Linked DNA regions of Mus musculus: all the other regions are linked to region 2. The links are chromatin contacts, called in public Hi-C and HiChIP or PLAC-seq maps. All regions are on one chromosome and are shown on one strand. The core of a region is the stretch at or near the end of the contact, and the rest is flanking DNA. Distances in the headings are between cores, read along the strand shown.

Region 1 (3,378 bases), core at 152-2,651, 650 kb before region 2:
GCCCACTAGTCTCTCTCTCATCCTTAAGTGTGCTGAGCCTGCATCCTACTTGGGGGGCTTTGTGCTGCTGGATATCTCTCTCCTTCCAGGAGGCCACCTTGTTCAGCATCTCCACCTGGATCCCCCTCTGAGGACTTTTTTTTCTTTTTCTCTTTTTCCTACTTAATTACACCTATAGAAGTTTCAGGATTTTTGTTTTTTTGTTTTTTTTTTAAATCACAGTTCAATTAATTTATTTTAGTTGTTGTCTTCCCCATTGACATTAATCTCAACAATAGTTTAGATGGTTAATATTAAAATATATATAGTGATTATTTGATATATACAATAACTATATATTATATAATCACCATATATAATATATTCATGTGTGTGTGTGTGTGTGTGTGTGTGTGTGTGTGTGTAAGCATGCATGTAGCAATCAGAGGACAAGTTACAAGTGTTGGTTCTCTCCTCCCACACCATGTGACTCTCCCTGGGATTGAATTTAGCCCTCAGTCTTGGTTGCAAGCACCTTCACCCTCTGAGTTAGCTTGCTGGCCTTTGCATTCGGAATATTTAGCAATTAAAACTTAAATAATCAGAATGGACATTTGTTGTATGACTCCTAGAAATTGGCTGTCTAGTAATTTCTTCACGTATCAATACTATTTGTGTTCGACACATGCAAGGTTCTATGCATGTAGCTCTACCTGTTTCCATTGTGTTGATGCTTGCGAATCAACCTTGGCATCACTCTCCAGCAGCATTCACAGTAATTGGTGATTGTTTTGAGGTTAAAGACCTTGTTAGGCGGACTCCGTTTCTTCTGGGCAAATGCATCTTACAGGCTATTTCTCTTTTCTTAATTTGTTACTACTATAGGCCATTGAACCAGAAAGACATTTACAGTTATTTTAAATTTTGGGAAATTAACTTTAAATATGGCAGATGAGCCTGCTGGTTTATACCTTCATCGCAGCTTTTAGGCAGAGGCAGGAGGATCAGGAGCCCAGAGTTATCTTTGTGTACACAAAGAGCTTGAAGATACACTGGAGCACATGAGATCCTGTCCTCATGTTTTTGTGTGTATGTGTGTGAAGTCTGTGCATGTGTTTGAGTGTGCACATCTACAAATGCATGGATGCCAGAGGAGATCCAAGTGTCATCCTCCATCACTCTCAGCCCTTGGAGACAGGTATCTTACTTTAGTGGAGCTAGGATGGCAGCCAGCAAGACGCAGTGATCTTGTCTTTCCCCACAGCTCTGGGATACAGGGATGTGAGGCCACACCTAGGTTTTAACATGGGTGCTGGGGATTCAAACTCAGGTCCTCACGCTTGTTCAGCAAGCTCTCTAAGCTGTAGAGTCATCTCCCCAGCTGCAAGAATCCCTTTTGAATGTTTACTCCGGGACACGAATTATATGCCAAGCTAACAAAATGGAACAGGCCAGGGTAGTGAACGAGATGGGCAGCTGCTGTCCCGGGGTCTAGTGGGGAAACAGCTCTTTACCCAGCTTCATCTCAGTTTGACAAACTCTGTTTTCATAGGCTATCTATCTGCTGCTTCCTTCCTTCTCCACCTGCTTTTTATTTTGAATAAAAACCAGTTATGGTTTCAGTAGTTGCCTCCTCTGCCATCAAAGAGACAAATCGATCAGAAAGATGAATGCAGAACACATTGTCTTCATTCCATCTGTGTTACCCAGTGGGATGATAGGGACACATTGCTGAACACTGTCCTCAAATGTCAGATCTGTTCCACCCAATTTCCTTCATGTGAGATGTTCATCAGATAATTGAGGCCTCTGCCAGGCTTGGAATCTCTTTGGCTCATTATCTAGAATCACTTCAATTCCCTTTCCCAAGAGAAACCAGACTTTTATTGTTTAAAACAAATCCAGCTCACAAAATAACCCCACGGAAGACCTGAACTCGTTGAAGAGGCACATCAGATGTTCATGCAGTTTTCTGGGTGGTAACTGAATCTCCTTCAACGATGCTGCGGCTGTAGAGTGGACAGGGCAGAAGCAGGTGGCTTAGGTTTACTTTGAAATGTGCTGGTGGAGAGAAAGAAGAGACTTAGACCTTTGTCCTGTAGATCATGCCAAACTCACACAAAGGAGGAGCACTGGACATTTAGCCTGAGCTCTGCAAAGTACAGAGGAGACCCATTCTAGCCTGTGACCTCTGGTACTTGAGCAGTATTTGATGGAGCAATAGCATGAGCTTGTCCAGAGCTTTGGACAATGGTCCACCTCTTGTGCACCTGCCAGCCTCCCCATCACATTTCTTCTGGCTCCTTCTACATAAGCTGCATCCTAGGATTGGCTCCCTGGCTCTTTCCTTCTCCCTCCCTTGCTTTCTCCCTCTCCCTCTGCTTCTCTCTGTCTTCTATCTCTCTGCCTGTATCTCCCTCCTCTCTTGACTCCATTCCCTAGTTCTTCTCTGTCTCCTGACTCTCTATTTTCCACACACTCTCTCTTGGTTTTTCTTTTTTCTTTGGAACTCTGTAAGGAATAGAAACACTAGTCATGTTACTTAACCAGGAAGGCTACTCTCACCTTCCACTTATCAGTCACAAGTTTCTGGAGCTAGGAGAGTGTGAAGATGTCTTTTCTTCCATCTTCCTGCCTTTAGGTGGTACCTTGACCAGATCATCATAGGTGAGGGCCTAACAGCCTTATCTATAAGCACACATGAGGTTGTCACAATATTGATTTATTGGAAAACAAATCCTGTCACCTAACTGCAAACTTTCACAGTTGTGCTATGAGTCTATCCCTGTGAATTTTGTCTCTACTGTTAAAATTATCCTTAATGTATACACAAAAGATACTTTATGGCAGTAGTCTTCAACCAGGGGAGGTGTTGTCTTCTGGAGACATTCAGCCATGACTGCAAAGGACAATGGTGAGGATACCACTGGCATTGAGTGTCCAAGCTTTGGAGCTCATCCATAGCTATCCTGAGATACATACAGTGCATGGGCAGTGCGATGGGTGTGCCTGAGAGAGAGAAAAGGCTGATAGCACAGCTAAATATCCCCCAATGCCCAAGAGCATCCCCCAGAGAAGAACGTCAGGACTCAAACTGTCAGTGGTGCTGATGTTGAGAGAAACTCTGCTCTTCAGTAAAGAAAGCTTTAGTTTTTTTTCCCCCTTAGAGATGAAGAAGAAACAAAGGCCGTCCTTAATATAACTCTGATTACTTAGTGGCCGTGTTGTAAACTTGCTGAACACAGCTTCTTTTGTAGGCCCTTTGGTTTCCACTCCTCTCACTGTGAACACCTCTAATGTCACCTCTATTCCCTGTCTACGACAAGGGCTGGCTAGTGGATGTTCAATTAATGACAATATGGTTGTATGAACAATTTACTTACTCATTTGCTAAAGAAA
Region 2 (3,572 bases), core at 687-3,186:
GCCTTCTACTGACATCCCAGTTTCTAATGAGTTGAGTAAAATCTGCAGCTGTAGGCAAGACTCTCTCAGTCAGGGTTCGTTGTCCAGCGCCCTAACTTTCCAACCACTTATGCAAACATCAATCCCCAAAGCTCATACAATAGCCCACACTGTTTGGCCTGTTCTTCAAATCTTGCTCCTATTCCATCGTGCTCCATTGTCTGCTGGGCTTGCCATCCACGGTTCTAATGCCTCACTTCAAAGCCTTTCCTAACTTCCAGAAAGAGTAGGGCTATTGTTCTTCACATTGTCATAAGCATCTATTAATAGTACCCAGGGCTGGGAGTGTAGTTCAGTGGTAGATCACTGGTCTAGCAAATGTGAGGACTGGGTTTGGTCCTCAACACTTTAGGCAGAACAGAACAGATCAGAACAAACAAACAAACAAACAAAATAAAGCTTGCCTTTTACTTCTCCCTTCTCTTTAAAATCTGTATTTATTTTGTTCAAATGTATACTGGAAGAGTTGTGGTTTCCTAAGCTCCGGGGATAGAGAGAGAAACTTATTAATTTGGTGTGTATATGAAGGCCAGAGGAGTCAGTTCTCTTCTTTCACCATGTCAGTCTAGGCTCTCAAACTCGGGTCACCACTGTACCGTGGAGCACCTTTAACAACTGAGCCTGAATCACTAGCATGAGTTAACAGATTACAAATGGAGCAGAGCCTCATTCAACCTATGGACAGTCTGAGCAGAACACAAAAGCTGGGGAAGGGAGCATTCTCTGTCTCTCTCTGTCTCTCTGTTTCTCACCCCCCGTCTCTGTCTCCCTGTCTGTCTCTCCCCCTCCCTCTCCCTCCTCCCTACCTCTCCCTCTCCTCTCTCTCTCCCTCCCCTTTTCCCTTTCCCTCGGCCTCTTTGAAATCAGCTGGGAAATCAGTCTCTGAATATTGATGAGAATAGACAATAACAGCTGGGCCAGAAGCACACCGTCGGTTCTCCAGGGTTTCCAGTTTGCCTCCTGTGTACATTAGGATTTAGCCTCTGTAAGTACAACACACACACACACACACACACACACACACACACACACACACACATTTATGGAGAGAAAGAGACACAAATAAATAACCTATCTCTTTACCGTGTGTGTATTTTCATATTATTCCTGGAACATACACTCAATGTATCTTGAACATGTCAATACTAATTTATCTGTATATAGCATATATATCTTGAATGTATGCCAATATCATATAAGTCTATCAGTCTATCTTCCATCCCTCTGTCCATTTCCTCTTGTTTTCCCTATCCGTGGAACTCTGAATACTGCATACACCCGGGAAAATCTTTGAGAACATGACATTTATGCTGAGCTCTGAAGATTATAATAAAAAAAGGAGCCAGAAAAATAATTCTAGCAAAATGGGAATGTGACAATAAAGCCGGAGGCGGGAAGAACCAGCGCACAGGCAATTATCGGGAAACTAGACTAGAGAGGGAAGCAGAGCCCAGGCAAGGAAGGAGCTTGAAGCCTGCTCCTGAAAGTGTCAAAAAGCTGAACACCCGGCTTTCAGTAAATGTCTGTTTGACAAAATGAGTTCCTGGTAAGTAATTTCCAAAACAGCGAGAGCAGTCCTCAGACTCTGGAACAAACACACGACTGTTTTTATCCCCATTCTTTGATGGTTTTCACAGAGGTGAGCGTGCTGGAAGGGGAGGAAGCTGATAAAAGCTGGCCGCATCCTCTCAGACCATTGGAGGACAGGAAGATGGGAGAGCAGCCTTCCGCCTCGCCAGGCGTTCCCTAACATTTTATCAGTTTGGCGGGTTTTGTCTGCATTTTGCAGAACATGCAGGCAGTGGTGATGATCCCTTTTATCTAATATCCTCAGCAGAGGTCACAGGCTTAACAGGAACCGGGAAACTCCTCCCGGCAAGCCAGTCCCGGCTCTGCACAAGAGCGCCCTCTTCTGTGCAGTCACAGACTGGCCCTCGGAGGAAGGTTGAAAGGACCCGTCAGGCAGGCCAGGGGCCCCAGTGAGCCCACAATCTGGTAGTCAGAGGAGTTAAAGGGCGTCCTTATGGACCGCCTTTACCCCACGGAGGTGCGCACATTCAGGATCCTTCTAGAATTAGCCATGAGAGTGAAAGGGGTGAAGAGATTGAGTTCAGGCCACTTCCTGAAAAGAGAAAGGAAGCGCTTTCCAGCTGGGGAGAATCTACTTCCTGGTTCAACAGGAGAAATGGAAAAGGATGGATACCCAGATACAGTCCTGTCAGAATCCATGGTCAGAGGGATGCACAGAAGTGAACAAGGAGGGGTAGGCCGACATGTGCCCTGTGCCGACAGAGATGGGGGAGGTCAGCATGTCTGCAGCCAGCCCTGGAGTCACATAGATGAGGAAACTGGACCTCTGGGACAATTCAACACCTGCTGCCTGCAGTGTTTCTTGCCTTCTCACTCCTGTGAACCCCTCTCTGCTCCCCAAAGACTTTCACCTCCACTTTCACATCATCAGTACATATATGGTTCTATGTGCCTGCCACACGAAGAACCCACATATGGAAGAAAACGTGTGTTGTTTGGTCTAGAACACACCATCAGATCCTCAAAATAATCATGCCAATCAAATAGGCTAGATATATACTCCCAGTGTGTTCAAAGAACTGAAGCCCAGAGACGCGAGCGATTTCTCCGCAGACACACAGCAAATACAAGAACTAAGAGAAGCACGTTGTTAAGGAAATGCACGTGTCATCCTGTTAGAGACAAATCTGAGCAGCAGGAGGGAGCCAATGGTCATTATAGATGTTGCTGAGGGGACAATGCAGATTTTAGTGACTGTTAAGGCTTGGGTTTGGAAGGCTCACAGTCACTTCCGTTACTGTTCAGGTCTTTAAGCTAAGACAACAGTGTGAGTGTGGGTCTGGAGAGGTCAGATCTCACTGTCATTCCTCTGATGTCATACACCTGGTTTTGAGACATCTCACTGGCCTGGAACTTATCAGGGAGGTAAGGTTGGCTGGTGCTGGAAACCTGTGGTTCTGCCTGCTTCCACCTTCCCAAACCCCAGGGTCTGCCTGTCTCTATCTCCTCAATCCCCAGGACTCTGCCTGTCTCCTCTCCAGCAGACATCGCAGGCAGACACCACCATGCCTGGCTTTTTATATGGGCTCTGAGGGGTTGAACTTAATCCTCATGCTTATAAGGCAAGCAAGCCCTTTACTGACATCGCGGTTGGCTGCTGCACCAGCTCAGTCAGAGCACCTACACTGCACGGTTGCAAAGGCCTTTGACTCTTCCCAGAGTGTCACAGCCAGTGGGATTGCTCGGGATAAGCAGAAGGCAGAGAAAGAAACACCGAGGAAGAGCGCTTCAATTCTCCTTCCTTCCCGAGTTTCCCTTGTCCTCACCCTTGAGGGTAGCAGACCCCTGACTTTTATTTCCTCTGTTTCACTTCTGACTGCATAGACATGTCTTTGGAGATTGATCCCTCCCCGCTCCTTTCCCCACAACAGAAAAAAGACACACTCAGCCTCCCTCCCATCCCGATAGCTTCGCACTCAACCCTAATCCACAGTCTGAGGTGA
Region 3 (3,474 bases), core at 52-2,551, 560 kb before region 2:
ATTGGATGGATCACAGGGCCCCCAATGGAGGAGCTAGAGAAAGTATCTAAGGAGCTAAAGAGATCTGCAACCCTGTAGGTGCAACAACATTATGAACTAACCAGTACCCCAGAGCTCTTGACTCTAGCTGCATATGTATCAAAAGATGGCCTAGTCGGCCATCACTGGAAAGAGAGGCCCATTGGACACACAAACTTTATATGCCCCAGTACAGGGGAATGCCAGGGCCAAAATATGGGAATGAGTGGGTAGGGAAGTGGGGGGGGGGGAGGGTATGGGGGACTTTTGGGATAGCATTGGAAATGTAATTGAGGAAAATACGTAATAAAAAAAAAAACCAAAAAAAAAAAAAAAAACCAAAAAAAACATCAACATGTCACAACCTAGAAGCACGTGGGAAGGGAGCCTGAAGGAGAAATTGCCTTGATCAGATTGGCCCGTGGGCATGTCTCTGGGGGGTTATCTTGATTGCTTTGGTTAGCAAAGTTTGGGAAGGAACACCCTAAGTGGAGGTGGCATCATTTATAGGCTGGACTGTACAAGTAAAGAAAGCTAGCTGAATAGAGCAAGCTGGCAGTGTGACTGTGTCTAGTTTTCCCTGGTCTTTGCCGTATATATGACATGACTGGCTATCTCAAGCTCCTGCCTCCCTAACTTCAATGATAAACAGTAACCTGAAGTTGTAAGACACAAATCTTCCCTATTTGTCAGGGTGCTTCATCCCAGTCACAGTGACAGTGAGACAGAGCTGTGTTTTAGGTCTCCTGAGTTTCCTATTTTTTCTTTTAGTGAACAAATAGTTTTTTTTTTTTTTTTTTTTGAGTGTTTGGTTTTGCCTCAATTTTCTTATTTTGAGGGAGGGAAAGGCGATGAAGGATGGGTAGTTGTACTATCACTCTATGAACACAAATGGAGGTTTATGCCCACACAGGAGAATGTTGGAGTCAGGGACCATTAAACTTTCTTCGGGCTCAGATGGGAATCCTGGAATATGTTTGAATATAAAACCGAAGCCAGTGAACTCCGAGGGGAGACATGATCCTGGGGTTGGGGCTGGAGACAGTTTGAACAGAGGGACAGTTTGAAGAGGCGAGTTTGCCTAAAATCTGTCATGAGAATTTAAGCCATGGATGATGGGAAATTGTGGAGAGAAGGATTGGTTGTTGTGTGAACTTATGCAATCAACGTGAGGGCGCGCACACTTCGTCTGGCTCCAGGCCAGCAGCTCTCTGAGGAGCACTGTCAGGATTAATCAGAGTTTGCATGGAAACTGCAAAACTGAGAAACCCCTGCGAGTGCCAAATGTTATCAGCTTGCATCACAGCTTAAGTATTTGGTGGTGTGGTGTGAGGAGGAGCCACTTGCAGGAAATCTTAACGTTTTTTCTAGCGCTCTCTCGCACCCAACTTCGTTTTGATTTCACTGGAGCTTGGTGACTCGGGATTCTTCCTGGCTGTCTTTCTACTTACCTCCTAAGCGTGACAATGCCTGTGCTACATTCCTGTGGTTTGTGTTCTTACTTGTAATTTCAAATTAAAGCTATTTTATACATGGGAAGAGTAAACAGAACTGCAGTGCAGGCCTCAGAAACGATCTTAACTGGGATTGACAGACAAAACTGTTTCCTTTAGAAGAGATCTGCTTTCCCACCTTACCCTCATGCAGTGTCCTGTAGAGAGTCTGGGGTTATAGAAACATCTGCACAAAAAGTGGTCCCATCCCAAAGTGCAGATTCCCTTCATGCCACCAACTTGCCATTGTTGTAACCCCCAAATTAATGATACTAGAGAGACTTGAGTGTGTGTACAGTTTGCCTCTGTGTTCCCTGCCACCACCACCACCATCCCACCCCTGCAGCAAGCCTACTCCTCCTTGGCCCCTCCCCTATTGTTAGAATGGCACTACCCATCAAACTCCCCCTAAATGAAGACATTTTGAGGGGACAGCTTGAGACATCCTCCCCGCCTTTTTGTCTCCAACACTCTTGATAAACAGCCGAACTCTTCAGGGTGCTTGTCCTTGAGACCTTAGAAAAATCACAAGCTCAAGGGAAATCAGAGGTCAGGTCAGAGACAGTTATGACTGGCTATGAAGTTAGTCCCTGAACAGACACCCATTAACCCCCTCCCACTTCTGTACCTTTCCACCAAATGATTACAGCCCTTTACTCCCCTTTTCTGTGAACATTCATAACTATACCGTATATAAACCCAGTGTTTTCTGAACTCAGGGTTGCTTGCCAGCATTCACTCAGTGAGTTCGAGGCAGGCAATCCGAGTTCCAATGTGGAACAATAAAAGACTCTTTTGGGAGTTGCAGTGGACTTTGCAATTCTTGGACTTGTCTGGGTTTCCCGTGGACTCCGGACACAATGCCATCGGTCCTGGTTTGAAAACCACTTTCTCCCAGCTGTAGTAGACACATGCAAAGCCAGGCCTAGGTGCTAGTGAGGCAAATGGAAGGTGGAAGATCTCTTTGTTCTAAGTGAAAGAGGATAGATGTATAATAGAAAGATAAAATGAAAATCAAGGCTCATCACAGAGTAATAGGGACTCCATTTTGGACTCCCAGGCGAAGGTCCGCTCTGTCACAGCAGCTTTGATAATGATGGATAATCTTTAGCACTGAAATGCTGTCAGTCATTGGCTATAGAGAAAAAGCTGTCTTCCTGCTGGTGTCTATTGTCCACTTCTGGAGAATGTATTAAGTGTCCTTTTTAAAAAATTTTTTTAAAATTTTAATTTTAATTTTTTTGCTTCTGTGTATATTCTATAGTCTTTCATTTGTTTATACTTTATGCTGGTGTGGTGGTTTGAATAGGTATGGCCCCCACAGACTCACGTGCTTGAATGCTTGGTTCATTTTTTTAATCGATTCTATGAATGCAAGCATTATTATTAATGTACCTTCTTCCATAGACATAAATCCCAACAGACCCCTGCCCCAACAAGGAAGTTGAAAAGTCAGAAATCCTGTGACATTGCATCTCTGCTTTGGTACCCAGAAGAGAGCTTGAGACTCTTCAAGGCTTCCAACGCTTCGGGGAGTCCAGGGTCATTCTGAGAGCACTCCTCGGAGTTCTTCTGCCTGGTGGTCCTTCTTGTTGTACAGTAGTGACGACAGCGTGTTATCCAACCCTTGTAGCCCTTCAAAAACTGCCTGTGCCTCATCTCTCTTTGACGCTGCTTGAAGAACCAGTAGCTGATGACTTCTTTGGGCAGTTTGAGTTCCTCAGCCAAGGCCTGCAGAATTGCCTCCTTAGGGAACCAGTCTATCTGGAAGTACTTTCTTAGCTTCTGGAACTGCTCATAGGTGAACATAGAGATTATTCTATTCACGCCAGACAGACTCTGAATTGTCTTCATCTCAGTTTCTTCCATCATCACGGCAGCTCATGTGAGTTCCCTCCTTCAAGGAGTGGCACTATTAGAAGGTGTGGCCTTGTTGGAGGAAGTGTGTCACTGTGGAGGCAGG

The links. A called contact is a pair of places that touch in the nucleus more often than the background predicts. HiChIP or PLAC-seq counts read pairs in DNA pulled down with a chosen protein or histone mark.
Region 1: a contact with region 2 is called in an H3K27ac HiChIP or PLAC-seq map of VIP interneurons, with 5 times the contacts expected there. The contact joins two enhancer-like sites. A contact is called at or near these places in 1 of 15 datasets of contacts at CTCF or cohesin (large pre-B cells), 1 of 484 Hi-C or Micro-C datasets (bone marrow-derived macrophages) and 2 of 115 datasets of contacts at active chromatin or transcription factors (VIP interneurons and embryonic stem cells).
Region 3: a Hi-C map of the C2C12 cell line shows a contact between it and region 2, with 3 times the contacts expected there. The contact joins two enhancer-like sites. A contact is called at or near these places in 4 of 39 promoter capture datasets (the C10 cell line, cranial neural crest, frontonasal cranial neural crest and 1 more), 1 of 15 datasets of contacts at CTCF or cohesin (the NIH/3T3 cell line), 5 of 484 Hi-C or Micro-C datasets (the C2C12 cell line, adipose-derived mesenchymal stem cells, bone marrow-derived macrophages and 2 more) and 2 of 115 datasets of contacts at active chromatin or transcription factors (T-cell acute lymphoblastic leukemia and embryonic stem cells).

The regions. Positions count from the first base shown.
Region 1 is chr1:183,579,965-183,583,342 of GRCm38.p6, forward strand. No RefSeq gene overlaps it. Among named protein-coding and RNA genes, the nearest start is that of Gm33973, 28 kb to the left of the region's middle. Within about 2 kb of position 1,402, at least 1 of the 459 cell types and tissues checked has an H3K27ac peak or open chromatin away from gene starts, as enhancers often do. A contact at or near this core is called in VIP interneurons, where this site is marked.
Region 2 is chr1:184,233,850-184,237,421 of GRCm38.p6, forward strand. No RefSeq gene overlaps it. Among named protein-coding and RNA genes, the nearest start is that of Gm34177, 94 kb to the right of the region's middle. Within about 2 kb of position 1,937, at least 58 of the 459 cell types and tissues checked have an H3K27ac peak or open chromatin away from gene starts, as enhancers often do. A contact at or near this core is called in the C2C12 cell line, VIP interneurons and pancreatic cancer cells, where this site is marked.
Region 3 is chr1:183,678,815-183,682,288 of GRCm38.p6, forward strand. No RefSeq gene overlaps it. Among named protein-coding and RNA genes, the nearest start is that of Gm39724, 49 kb to the left of the region's middle. Within about 2 kb of position 1,302, at least 51 of the 459 cell types and tissues checked have an H3K27ac peak or open chromatin away from gene starts, as enhancers often do. A contact at or near this core is called in the C2C12 cell line and pancreatic cancer cells, where this site is marked.